Regions from separate parts of the Sus scrofa genome. Here region 1 is linked to region 2. Evidence: chromatin contacts called from public Hi-C data. All regions are on one chromosome and are shown on one strand. The core of a region is the stretch at or near the end of the contact, and the rest is flanking DNA. Distances in the headings are between cores, read along the strand shown.

Evidence for each region. Hi-C and Micro-C count contacts between places; a contact is called where the count stands out from the background.
Region 1: a contact with region 2 is called in a Hi-C map of alveolar macrophages, with 2.6 times the contacts expected there. The contact joins the promoter of ZNF389 here to the promoter of ZNF165 in region 2. A contact is called at or near these places in 11 of 47 Hi-C or Micro-C datasets (adipose tissue, alveolar macrophages, blood and 5 more) and 2 of 2 datasets of contacts at active chromatin or transcription factors (alveolar macrophages and skeletal muscle).

The regions. Positions count from the first base shown.
Region 1 is chr7:22,005,991-22,009,035 of Sscrofa11.1, forward strand. It overlaps ZNF389 (zinc finger protein 389), which reads left to right and starts at 1,394. Exons shown (of 2, transcript NM_001145130.1): 1 at 1,394-1,442.
Region 2 is chr7:21,934,532-21,937,529 of Sscrofa11.1, forward strand. It overlaps ZNF165 (zinc finger protein 165), which reads left to right and starts at 1,621. Exons shown (of 4, transcript XM_005665673.3): 1 at 1,621-1,716.

The DNA of each region.
Region 1 (3,045 bases), core at 144-2,643, 71 kb after region 2:
TGAAGACTAACTATTCTTAAACAATCAAGATGATGCTGATCAGACCACCATATGACCAATTTCAAGATGACTGTCAGAGGTGATCATGCTGCTTCTGCCTATGAAAGCTCTTGCCTACTGATTGTCAGTGGAGGGAGTCAGACTTGGTAAAGGAGTAGCCTTCCCTCCCCCATCACCAGCCTCCGAAATAAAGCAAACTTTCCTTTCCACAGATCTTGCCTCTTTATTGGCCTTAGAGTGGTGGAGCAGCCCAACCCTTTCATAACGTTTGCTTCTATTTCCTTTTTTTTTTTTTTTTTTTTTTGTCTTTTTATTTTTTTAAGGGCCTTGCCCACGGGATATGGAAGTTCCCAGGCTAGGCGTTGAATTGGAGCTGCAGCTGCTGGCCAGAGCCACAGCCACAGCCACCACGACTCGGGATCCAAGCCACATCTGTAATCTACACCACAGCTCATGGTAATGCCAGATCATTGACCCACTAAGTGAGGCCAGGGATTGAACCTGCATCCTCATGGATACTAGTTGGGTTCATAACTCACTGAGCCACAATGGGAACTCCCAACATTTGCATCTATTTCTGAACTTTCTATTCTGTATCATTTGTATGTCTATCTCACCTACCAGTACTACACTGTTTAATTATTAAGGCTTTATAATATGTTTAAAATCCTTTAGGACAAGTGCCCCTTCATCTCCCTTCTTTTTCAGTTTGCCCAGGCAGTCTTCAACTCCAAAAATCTACTTATTAAAGATTTGAATTGTTATTTGAATAGCGCTAAATTTACAATTAATATAGGGGAGGTCTCTGGTGGCCCAGTGGTTAGGGACTTGGCTTGTCACTTTTGTGGCCCGGGTTGGATCCCTGGCCTGGGAACTTCCGAATGCTTCAGACTTGGCCAAAAAAAAACAAACAAAGCACAACAAATTAATATGGGGATTACTTTCTGAGACTTAAGCCCTCAGGAGCTATATTTGCTGGTCCCCCTGGAAGGAACTGGACTGTTACAGATCTAGGTTCAAATTTCACCTCTGCTCTTTTATTAGTTGTCCAGCTCAGAAAAGTTATCTGTTTGGTGGCATTCCCCGACGGTTGTGGATGTTCCCAGACCACTGACCAGAGCAACAGCGACAATTCGGGATCCTTAACCTGCTGAGCCACCAGGAAACTCTTCGGGTTTCTTATATATGAGAGGAGGACTGTAACGTCTGCTCTGCAGGATTAAGGGAGGTAAAAAACCTAAAATGCCTTCTGGGTAAATAGAACCCTTTCCTCTCTCCTTTCAGGTCGTCGGCTCACGAACCACCGAACCACCGAGAGGGAAGCCTCCAGGATCCTAGAGCGACCACCAGGTGCCGGGGGGCGGGGTTCCGCGGAAGTCGACCTCTGCAGGCCAGTGCAGGCGTTAAACGGACAGTGAGGTCACGAGATCACAGTTTTCCAGGTAAGTGCTCCCTCGTCTTTTCCCTCGGGTTTGGAGTGAGCGCTGGGGCGAAGAGCCACAGAGGGGGTGACTGCGCGCTGCGGCTCCTTGCCTCATGCCCCTCGATCCGGCGCCCGACCCGTGTCCTCCACCGTCTTCGCCTGCTCCTCCCTTCTCTTTTGCTCCCTTTTTCTTCCCCTTTTCTCCGCCCTCCCCCCTCTTCTGTCCCTTCCTCTGGGCCGTTGCTGTGCTAATATTGCCACCTCCCCAGAGACACCCCCCCCCCGCGCCCCCGAGTTCCCCACCTGCAGCTCAGAGGCTCGGAGGACTCACCGTCTAGCGAGTGACCCCCTTGGCTTTTCCGGCCGGGTCCCGATTTCCCGGCGCGGGAAAGGGAGGGACGGAGAGGGAGATCTTTTCTCTTGTCCCTGGGCCCTTCGCTCTCCTTTGTGTTGTTGTAATCTTGGTAGCTGAGGGACCTTTGGCAACTTTACTTAGATGTTCTTGAAATATTTTCGTTTTGCCTCAAAGAGAAAGTCAGTTTAGCTGAATGTTCTGTTCATGGAAACTCTTCTTTTGGTATCTATATTCCGTTCCGCTTCGCCCCCCATCCTTTTTCTTGAGTTTCAAAGATGAGAGCAAATGTCTTTCGCGTTGATAGCTTTTCTTCGAAATTAAAAATATTAAGGTATCTGATAACAGCTCAGAAAGGTACTTGGTACATAATTGTAGCCTTAAGATATTTTACTCAGGAAAAAAATCATTTATTTTTCTTTGTAGTTTCCTGAAGTTAGTATCAGCAGTTTGGGGCTGGGAGGGGAGTATATTAGGGAAAAGAGGGCGCATTGAGGCAGCTAACCGCAGGAAAGGCTAATTCAAGTGTGAGCAAGCTACAGAACAGAAGGGGTTTGGGTAGGACCAGCTGCTTCCATGGTAACCATGTTCCTGGACTCTAGGCTAGGGTTCATTTGCGTGTGACCTGCGCCCTGAGTGAACCTTTTTCAAACCTGATAGAACAGCATCACTCAGAAATGGTACAATTCCTAAGCCGTGGAGGGTGTAGTGTCCATGACAGTAAACCTGTGCTTGATTTGTGGGGCTTGAAACTGATTTAAGAAAATCAGAGGCTCTACTTGTTTGGGTAAAGAAGTACTGGAAGGAGTTCCCATTGTTGCGCAGCAGCAGCGAATCTGGCTAGTAACCATGAGGTTCTGGGCTTGATCCCTGGCCTGTTAAGGATCAGGCATTGCCGTGAGCTGTGTGTAGGTCACAGACACAGATCAGATCCAGCGTGGCTGTGGCTGTGGCTGTGGCATAGGCTGGTGGATACAGACCCTCCTTCCTACAGGAGGCTTGTGTTAAACTTTGGCGTTTTGTAGTTTTCTGATCCCTAGCCTGGGAACTTTCATATGCCGCAGGTGCAGCTCTAAAAAAAAGAAAAAATACTAGAAAGACGTAAGAAACTAATAAAATCGATTACCTATGGGGGTGGCAAACTCAGAGGGAATCAGGGTGGAAATAAGATCTCTCTGTATCTTTTTAGATCATTTTGACTTTTGAATTGTATATTACCTGTTCAAAAACATAGACAAATTTTTAAATAAAATTTTTATTTTATTTTTAT
Region 2 (2,998 bases), core at 371-2,870:
AAACCCAACTAGCATCCATGAGGGTGCAGGTTCAATCCTTGGCCTCACTCAGTGGGTTAATAATCCGGCGTTGCCATGAGCTATGGTGTAGGTGGCAGTACAGCTCAGATCTGGTGTTGCAGTGGCTGTGGTGTAGGCTGGTGGCTACAGCTGCAACTGGACCCCTAGCCTGGGAGTTTCCATAGGCCATGGATCTGGCCCTAAAAGACAAAAAAAAAAAGAAAAGAAAAAGACAAGTACTGTATAATATCATTTATCTAAATGATAATCTAAATAAAACACACTAGTGAATATAACCAAAAAAAAAAAAAAAGACTTACAGATATAGAGAACAAACTAGTGGTTACCAGTGGAAACAGGGAAGTGGGGAGGGGCCAGTTATGAGAAGAGGATTAAGAGGTCCAAACTACTGTATGTAAAATAAATAAGATGGAATTCCTTCATGACCTAGAGGGTTAAGGATTCGGTGTTGTCACTGCTGTGGCTTGGGTCACTGCTGTGATACAAGCTCCAGTCCTTCCGCATGCCTACAACGTGGCCAAAAATAAATAAATAAGCTACAAGTATATATGGTTCAGCACAGGGAATACAGCCAATATTGTAAATGGAGTACAACCTTTAAAATTGTGAATAACTATGTTGTACACTCGAAACCTATATAATATTGCACATCAACTATATCTCAATTAAAAAGAATTGTTAAATAAATAAATGAGATGATAGTAGAAGATCCACATAAGAAAAAAAATGATATTCTGATTTATAAAACAAAAACAGTATCACTCCAAATGTTCTAATTGAGACCGGACTGTGGAGGATACAGGTAGAAGCAGAGGCCTCACTTAACAGGTTATTTTAGTTCAGAAGAGAGACAACAGCGTATCAGCCTGTCTTTAGAAGAATGGATGAACACGATGTTATAGTCACAACTGCAACGTTACACAGTAATGAAAGTTAATTTTAACTCAACAATTTCGATAAATCTTGGTAACAAATTGCTGAGTGTAAAGAAGCAAATATCAATTACCAATGACACGATGCCTTTTAGTGAGAAACAACTAAAATTAAAAGCATATGTTGTTTGACCTTAAGTATATACCAAACAGAACTATCTTTTTAACAAGGGAACAGAAAATTTTTAATAGTGGTTACCTCAGATTATAGGAGATACGGAGGGAGACAAGAGAAGGAGTTGTAGTAATGGTTAAGTTATTGTCAATGTTCTAGTTCTTAAAGATTTGGTAACGGATTCGAGAATGTTCACACTTTCGGGTCATGAATAGAAGTCTTGAGCCAGGCGTTACAGTTAATCCTACTGTGTATATCTGCGTTCCACCTGGGTTGGAGGATAAATCAAGGGTTCGAGGGAAAAAAGCCTCCTGGAGTCCAAAAGTGAAGTCTGAACTGCATCCCCCTGCATGGGTTTCCATTTCACCACCTTAGACTGAAGTCAAGGACGAGGCCACATGGGAGCGGTAGAGAAAAGTTTACTACTACCATAAAAAACTCTGAGAACTTTAAGACCGGGACGAAAATACCCGGGAAATGGAGTCCGAGCGCCTGAGGAAACCCGAAGACTTCTGGGAATCGCAGTCCAAAACCCGCCAGTCTCCTACTGCGCAGCCTCAAAAGTCTCCGTGGAAGGAAGCCTTGAGAGACAGTGCAGCGCCGTCCTTCCACCGGAAGTGTCCGATCGGAACCAGCCCTGCGGGAGAGGTGAGTCCGGGTCCGGGGACCCAGGTGTCTGGCCCTTTGTCCCCTCCAAACACCCAGTCCCTATCATGTTCCCTTCGGAAATGCAGCAGCCCCGTGGCGCTCTGGACCCGAGACCTCAGAGGAATCCCAAGGAAAGGTGGAACTAGGGTTGGCCTTGGGAGAGCTTTCTCGCCCGCCTATTTCGGGAGGGAAATGAAGGTTTCCATGGTTACCCCCGCCGCGCGTGACGTCATCGTTGAGGGCTGCGGGGCGTGGTTTGGGGGGCGGCGAGCTGTTTGGTTCTCCGATTCCAGGGTAACTGGTAAGAGAAGTGGATTGACCCAGTCGAGACGGAAGGGGAAGGGGGATTTCTGTTTCAGAAGAAACTGCCCCAGGGTCTGTCCCCGACTCCTGCTTTTCATGGGAGAAGTAACCCGCCTTTGAGTAGGAAAAGTAGGGTCGGTCAGCCCGGCATCCTCGTGAAATTTCCTCACACAGTAAATATTTAATGAGTTATTTCTTGTGTACCGGGGATGCCGTGAAACCTGTACTGAACCCCTGCCCTCTTTCTAGAGTTCAAAACAGGACATCACAGCAGGTAGTTGTAAGACTGGAAAGTGCCTCAATATGAGAAAGACAAGGTGCTGTGGGAGCCTTTCTCAGCAAGTACTTTGAATTCCCTCCTCTACTCTGTGACCTTTTGGATTTCCCCTAACTCCTATCCCTCCTCCAACAAAACTCTTCCTCTTCCTCTCTATCCCAACATAAACTCCGGGGACCTACTCCTCCAACCAGAACCCTACACTTTTCCGAACTTCCACCTTTCCCAATGTAACTAATTACTCCTTACTGTCTGTTGGAATAGCATTTGTTTACATCCTGCTTACGTTTTTTGGTAACTCTTCTCCAACCCGATGGTCGTAAAGCATTGGATTCTCCATAAATATTTATTATCTTGAGGTTAGTAAGACATTTGACACCTGGCTTTAGGGAAAATATATCAAATCAAATTATCTTGAGAACAAATAGTTTTATCTAGAGTTTTGAACTGTTTTAAGTGGATGAGAAGTGATTAGACACCTGGAGACAGAACTTTCAGCTATCTGAGGAGATGACATGTAGAATCAGTTACTTAGCATGAATTTTTTTTTTTTTTTTTTTTTTTGCCTTTTTAGGGCCTAACCCTCAGCATATGGAAATTTCCCAGGCTAGGGGTTAAATGGGAGCTACAGCTGCCCACCTACACCCCAGCCACAGCAACACAGGATCTGAGCCACAACTGTGACCTATACCACAGCTCACC